2 separate regions of the Mus musculus genome follow, and region 2 is linked to region 1. The links are chromatin contacts, called in public Hi-C maps. All regions are on one chromosome and are shown on one strand. The core of a region is the stretch at or near the end of the contact, and the rest is flanking DNA. Distances in the headings are between cores, read along the strand shown. Region 1 has its middle 33 kb from the start of 9530052E02Rik. Region 2 overlaps Rab20 (RAB20, member RAS oncogene family).

Evidence for each region. Hi-C and Micro-C count contacts between places; a contact is called where the count stands out from the background.
Region 2: a contact with region 1 is called in a Hi-C map of liver, with 4 times the contacts expected there. The contact joins two enhancer-like sites. A contact is called at or near these places in 1 of 484 Hi-C or Micro-C datasets (liver) and 1 of 115 datasets of contacts at active chromatin or transcription factors (pancreatic cancer cells).

The regions. Positions count from the first base shown.
Region 1 is chr8:10,972,666-10,976,329 of GRCm38.p6, forward strand. No RefSeq gene overlaps it. Among named protein-coding and RNA genes, the nearest start is that of 9530052E02Rik, 33 kb to the right of the region's middle. Within about 2 kb of position 1,691, at least 30 of the 459 cell types and tissues checked have an H3K27ac peak or open chromatin away from gene starts, as enhancers often do. A contact at or near this core is called in liver, where this site is marked.
Region 2 is chr8:11,456,771-11,460,434 of GRCm38.p6, forward strand. The region is part of intron 1 of Rab20 (RAB20, member RAS oncogene family); the gene reads right to left. Among named protein-coding and RNA genes, the nearest start is that of E230013L22Rik, 19 kb to the right of the region's middle. Within about 2 kb of position 1,926, at least 64 of the 459 cell types and tissues checked have an H3K27ac peak or open chromatin away from gene starts, as enhancers often do. A contact at or near this core is called in liver, where this site is marked.

The DNA.
Region 1 (3,664 bases), core at 441-2,940:
GAGAAAGCCTTGTCCCTCTGGGTACTCGGTATGAATGAATATTCGACTCCAGGCTCTCAGGCAGAAATTGGTTCGGGGCATTGTATGCATTTCATGTCCTCAGCTCAAGTTATTCTGGACCCCCGCCCAGTAGGTAAGCTGAAGGCTCAGGCTAGACATGGGGAGAAGAATTTGGAGGGGGGGCAAAAAAAAGCCCCCAGACACAAGGGCCAAAGATGACTGGCATAGAGATGGAGAAAGCAGTTAGAAATGAGAGGAGAAATTGCACTGGCCCACAAGTCCCCAACAAAACAGAGGGCACATTGCAAATGAGAGACAACAGCCGGCCTGGTCAAGGGGATGTTTTTAAGCACGGAGAAAGGAATGCAGTGTGGTGGGCAGATAAAAGGGCCTTTTAGGGAGCCGCTCTCACACAAAAGCACCTCTGTGGCTTCAAACAAGAGGGCCTGCCTGTAAGTCTCCAAGGTTTCCTAACCCAAATGTGCCCTTACTGATGTGGTTTGGAAATTAACCTGGCTTTTCTTCCCACTGCTGCTTTACATATTAATTAAAGTATTTTCCTCAGGATCGCCTGCAGGCTGGCGAGATTCTACACAGACACTGAGTTTCTGTGGCTTCCAGCCATGCGTGCGTGTGCGTGTGTAGCTCCCTCTGAATTCCTCATTAGTGCAGACACCTCACCCCTATGAACTGTCTCAGGCTCGACTGTGGCCTCCCCTCTAGGGGATGCATGATACAGATAGCTGAGCAGGGAACATGCCCCCTACCCCCCAAGGAACTGCTCCAGCCCACTTCCCTCATTCCTAAGTCTAGCTCTTCCTCGGTTTTTCTTTTTCTCTTCTTCAGCAGCGCTTGGGAGAGGGTGCACAGGACTCACAATGTGGGAAGACATGGCTTGCTTTATTTCCTGATTTTTGAGGGAGTCACGGTAGCTCCATATTTGAAGAGCATGAAAGACCTGGCCAAGGGATATGTGCAGTCACACAGCTGCCTGAGCAACCATCAAACTCTGTCCTGGTTGGAAACTCAGCTTTTGGTAAGGGAAGGTTCACTGTGGTGATAAGGATGTAACCCATCTCCCACCATTACTCTTCCTTTGAGGTCCACACAATAAATGCATCTGCCACCTAAGGAATAGCAGAAGCTCATAGAGGAGTCTTCGGGTGTTGGGATCATGATCCGTACAATGTCATGAGCCCCTTGGGTTATCTTAAACAAACATTTATTTAGTATTACAGGGAATCCATTCGATATAAACCGAAGAACAGGCCAAGAGTAACGGTTTCTACGTGAAATCCCAGCACTTGGGAGGCTAATGCAATTGAAGCTAGCCAGGGCTATGTAATAAATTCCAGACTAGCCTGAGCTATAAAACAATAGCTTAGCTAGTCAACAAAAAAAGAAAAGAAAAAAGAAAAGGCAACTCTAGAAATGACTGGTAATCTGCTACAGGGCAAGGTGACTTCATATGCCGAAGAGTAGATTAGTCTAAAATGTGTGTAATGGAGTTCCAACTTGTAGAAAGAGACATCTGTCCTGCAAAGGGCATGAGCCTTGCATCACATTGAGGCCTTGCACCTGCTGGAAAAGAAACGCCCAACTTTTTCATTGCACGAGGCTAGCAAAGTATTCAGTGAGGTCTTAGTCTTTGCACAAGCAAGAGCAAACAAAGCTTAGCCAACCACTCGGGTCAAATTCTGACCTGAAAGAGTCAATAAAGCCAGCCAGGCAAACACCTATGACCCTAGGAGTAACCCATGCTCAAGAGAACCAAGCTCTGGATCTCCAGGGAAGAAAAATGAGAAGGCCCTGTTTTCTGACTGGTATCTACCATGCAGACATGAAGGGGTTAATTATAACCTAAATTCACCATAATGAGAGAACAGAGGTGTAGGGAAAGGTAGCCTCCTGCTTCTTACACACCAGCCAGCACCCCCCCCCCCGGGAATGTGTCTTTTACATGGCTATGTCCTGTGTGCTGTCCTGTGGCCTTTTCAGACTCACTCAATTAGGGAAAGCTTGTGATGGCCTTCATATGAAAGCCCAGAATGCAGCTTACAATGGATGAAAGAGCTGAGAGATCACATGTGTCCACACAGAGCCTCAGCTTCCGAGACACACACACACACACACACACACAGCATCCCCCTCACCCCCATCCTGCACCCACCCCCTACCCCCCACCCCCCACCCCGAGCCAAGCTGACTGCTGGAGGCAATCAAACTGTGAGGAATGCACAAGAGGCAGAATGCTGCAGACCTCCCAGTGAGGCCCTGAAGCCCTTCCCTCTGAGGGCCCCAGCATACCCCTCCCCAGCACTGAGGTCCAAAAGCACAACAGGATATCCAGGGCAGTACCTCCCTCAGCATGCCTGTCTGCTTGGACACAAAATTTGAGACAGAGCAGGATTAAGTTATCATAGAAAAAAAAATGTCATGAACTGAGTTAACCGAATCCTCTAACAGGGTTTGGCTCTATGGAAGAGCAAATCCCCACCTACAGAATAGCTAAAGGCTGTGAGAAAAGGCAGATCTCCTGTCTAGTGCCATCCCAGGATCCTGTACGGCAGAGGGCATGGGACTCCCCAACCCCAAGACTACCTACTGTGATACCACCTGGAAAATAAATGCCCAGATAATGTAACAGGAAGCTAGCAAAGTAATCAACAAGTGCCTACTATGTGCACACACAGAAGTGGAACAAAGCTTACCCAACCACACAGGTCAAATTCTGATAGGAAAGAGACAATAAAGCTAGCCAGGCAAATATCCAGGACATTCAGCAAGTGACAGATGTTCAGCAGATAGAAAACAGCAAAGGAGTCTATGAGACAGAGGCGGTGGCTGGAGTTTCTACTGTAAATGAGTTAGGAGGTTTTCTTGAGAACCATTTTGGGATTACCTACAATAATCTTAGTTGATGACTTGGGAGGTGATTCCATTAAATGCCTGGGGAAACATCTAGGAGGAAGGATGTGCAAATGAGGAAGTTGGCTCGGGAGACGGTGGGATCTCCTCCACCTTGCTTGAGGAGTCTTGAGAGGGCTAGTAGGGTCATGGCGAAAGTGGGGGTCAACTCTATAGCATGCTGGCCCATGACAGGAGAGCACAGATAAAAGCCTAGCTCTGAAGGCAGAAGGTCATCCCGAGGGCAAGGGGATCATCCTGGTGGAAGCAGGGACATCAGGGATGGAGAGCATGAGAGATGGCTATTGGGTTGTCATGGAGACAGCGGTGTCAGCCAGAGGTTCTATCCGGGCAAGCTGGGATGAGCTAGGATGTTCCTCAGGCCATGGTCAACAAACTGTCACAGCTGGCCTGTTGGCCGGTGCTGCTGACATGCAGCAAGGCTAGAGGCAGGGCCCCAGGGTGGGTCATGTGGAAAAGGAAGTTGGGTTAAAGGGTATCCTGAGCTGGCACTGACCCTCTCACTGTCTCCACAGCCTGCAAGTCGAGAGGCTACTGGAACGGGTGTGTGCTGTAGCTTCTCAGAGGGGCTACGTAGGAATGGCAGGGGCATCGCTGTGGGTGGATCCATGGCAGGATCATAACAAGCAGATCTGTTCTCAGCAATTGGTCTGTGTGGGGTTGAAGGAAAGAGAGCATCCCAGAGAGCAGTGTGTAGTGATGGGGTGGAGAGACCCCTAGGTTTGGGACGTAAGGA
Region 2 (3,664 bases), core at 676-3,175, 480 kb after region 1:
CCATGCTCCCGCCTTGACGATAATGGACTGAACCTCTGAACCTGTAAGCCAGCCCCAGTTAAATGTTGTCCTTTATAAGCACTGCCTTGGTCATGGTGTCTGTTCACAGCAGTAAAACCCTAACTAAGACAATGTTGAAGACTGTTACACCTTATTTGAGTCAAGGGGTCCATGGAATACAAAATGATGGTGTCTCTGGCTGCTTTCCACCCCGCTTTCCACTACAATTTTCAGCCAGGTGGCAACAAACCCCATCCCATTTTCAACCATTCTGAAATGGCTGTATTTTGACAGGGTACTTATGCCCAGCCAAACAGTGCTAGCCTCCAAATGTATGGCTACTGCCCCACTATAGTCTGCAACACTGACAAGACAGACTTTTGCTTACAAAAGAGAAATACTCCCCCCCAACACACACAAACATGCATGCACACACACACATGCATACATACACATAAATGTCCACATACACATGCATGTATATATACAATACACCCAAACACACACACACACACACACACACACACACACACACACACACACATACACACACACACACACCAGGCATGTCTCAGCACAACTTTTCAGGTTCATAAAATTTCAAACAGCTAGAATGTTATCCATTTGACCACAGATTCCACATGAGAACAGCCACAAGGACACAGAGAGAACATTCCATCAGCCGTGAAAGAATTTTTTTCAAGTCTCTGTAACATAGTTCACTAAGGACAAAGAAAGAATTGTATTACCACCCATGCCTCAAATAGCTTCTGTCCCAGATAAATCTGCCTGATCGGAGGCCTGCAGTGGCAGAACAAACCTGCAATCCAGCACTTGGAGAACTGGAATAGGTGGTTTGACAGTAGTAGGCTAACCTGGGCTACACAGCGAGACCCTGGTCTGAAAAAAAGTAGGATTTGCCTTTGGTAAGTAAATAGTAGTTATATAAAATGAAGACTGCAAACACTGAAGGAAGTAGGAGACATAAGACAGAGAACTCCGAAGGCAGCAGAGGAAGGGCTGCTCAACCAGGCTCGTCATATTATGACCGGCCGTTAATGACAACAGCAAATCAGATAAAGAGCTTCCAGGCTAGTCTTCATGCTCAGATCTCTAGCTCTCCTGGTGGCTAACAGGACTCCCAGGTGGCACCAATGTGGGCAGCGCCCATTGCAAGATGGTCCCAGATAAAAGGAACAGGCACCATGCAGGAGACCCAGGCACTGAGACAGGGCAGAGAAACTGGTTGGCAAGGTGTCTTTCTACCTTATTGGGTTTTCCAAACTCGCTTTGCCTTCATATGTAACATTCCTCATCTGTGCCCTCATCTGTGAACTTGTGCCCAGTCAGGCAGGCTTGAGCAGGTCCCGAGGCCCTCCCCCGACACCCCTCCCCCTGGTAGGACAAGAGCATGTCATTTCCCCCCCCCTCCCCCCCCCCGCCCTGTCTCCTTCCCACTAGGTTCCTGGGTCCCTAGCCAAGCAGCTTGGCTTCCTTGAGAACTAACATTTGACGACTTCCCGGGGATTCCAAAATTGACACAGAAAGTCCCTGTGAGCCAGGCAAGCCTCTCAATGTAAGTTTCCCTACTGCTGAAATGCGGTAGCATCTGTTAGGAATGGTTGAGAAAACAGAATGAGTTTGTCCTGGTAAACAGCTTAGCACTGTACCTAGCATGTGATCACTACATCGAGTTTGACTCCTCCCCCTCACCCCTCTGTGTGTGAGTTCCACACACAGTCAGGGTCTACTATCTCACATACACATCTGCACACTGTCTCTGCGGCTGGCTGGTCACCGGGGCAGCTGACCCATGCTCTGTGTCTCCCTAGTTCTTGAAAAGGACTTTCTCCCCAGTGCTGGTGCTTCTCTGATTCAGGGTTTAAAAAGGGTTAAAAAGGCCCAAGGGCAAACCTAGGGAAATGCCCTACAATAACCCGGGTCAGCTCCCAGGGCTCTGTAAACAGCCCAGCCACTCTCTGCCACACTCCCCAGTCCCCACAGCCAGTTTTTGAGTCCAAATATTGTGAATTTTACTTCCGTGTTCCATATCACTGAATGGGTTGGTTTGTCCTTCAGAAATCACAGATAACCCTACCTGCATACTCTCAATGAGTGGGGCACAGGGGGGTGGCACTTTCAAAAATGCCCGACACTCTGACCCTAGATCCACATGGATCAGGAGATAGATACAATGTGCGGCACTTGTCTGGGTTCCATTACCCAAAACCAGAGAAAATAAACACATTTTTTTTTTAAGTAGCTGCTGAAACGTGAGACTCAGATCACTTCTATAAGCTCCGGGCCAGCCCAGAGAAAGGGGGAGTTTTGTCAAGCAAGCTCTGCCACAAGCATCCCCATAGCCTATTAGCTGGAAGCTGGCAGAGTCCCTGTAATGGTGTAAACAAGGAGAAGCCAAAGAGTCATGTAAGCAGAGATGGGAGCAAGGACAAAGGTCAGAGCCATGAGCTCAGCCTTGGAGGCCCGCATGGCTCAGCCTGGGTTGAGCCCTGATGTGCCTTCCTGTATACTTTGTTTGCATGAAATTACGATTACCCCAGTGTTTTCAAGCTCAACCCGCAGGGGCTACCAGAAAGGTTACTGAGTTCCACTTCATGAAGTCCAGTGAATTTTAAACATCTACAGCCAGCCATCAACTTCCTTTAGTACACAAGAGCTAGAACATTCTTAAAGTATCTGATGCTGGGATGCCCGGTGGAAGTCACGGCTCTCCAGGAATGTTTGCAAAGCCAAATAATTAAATCTTCATGCAGCAAGGAAAAATGGGCCACATGGCTCCCTGGGTCAGTGGTTCTCAACCTGTGGGTCTCAACATCTTTAAGATTGAACGGCCCTTTCACAGGGGTCGTCAAGACCATCAGAAGACGCAGGTGTTTACGTTATGATTCACAACTGTAGCAAAATTACAGTTATGAAGTAGCAACACAAATAATTTTACGGTCGGGGGTCACCACAACATAAGGAACTGTATTAAAGGGTCGCAGGAATAGGAAAGTTGAGCAACCACTGGATTCATGAGATGGGCTGCCCGAGGACCCACTGTCCCCACCTCAGGTAGTAAATACAGAGTGTGGAGTAGTAAGCCACAGGACCTTAGTGCCCACCAACAGGCTTTATCTGAGACTCTTTCATGCACCAGGGCTTCTCTCAGGGAACAATATGGAAGATGTGATAGTGCACGCCTTACTCTCAGCACACAGGAGGATTCGCAAGCCCTTCAGTATGTGGGTAGATCCCTGTGAGCTCAAGGCCAGCCTGGTCTATATAGTGAGCTCAGGACAGCCAGGACTTTGTAAAAAAGATCCTGTCCCTAAAAACAACCAAACAAATAGTACTACCAATGATATCATGGCACAACCTACCTCAGACAGACCACAAGCCAGAGTCTGGTCCAACGATGTCTAGCTGTTCCTGACAGTGTCACAGATGAGCTGGGACCTTCTGTAACTTAGTACTCAGGTTCAGGAATCCCCTAGGAAGTTCCCAGCACCCAGGCAGAAATCCAGGCATCCTCCTTAGATCTCAACCTGAGCTATTCCCTGAGGGAAGGCCCTAATACTACAAGAGTGATGTTTTGGCTTCATAAGACCTGTTGCTCAGGAAAAAAAGGTGTTTAACTGTGAGGTTCCCCATGAAGTATAAG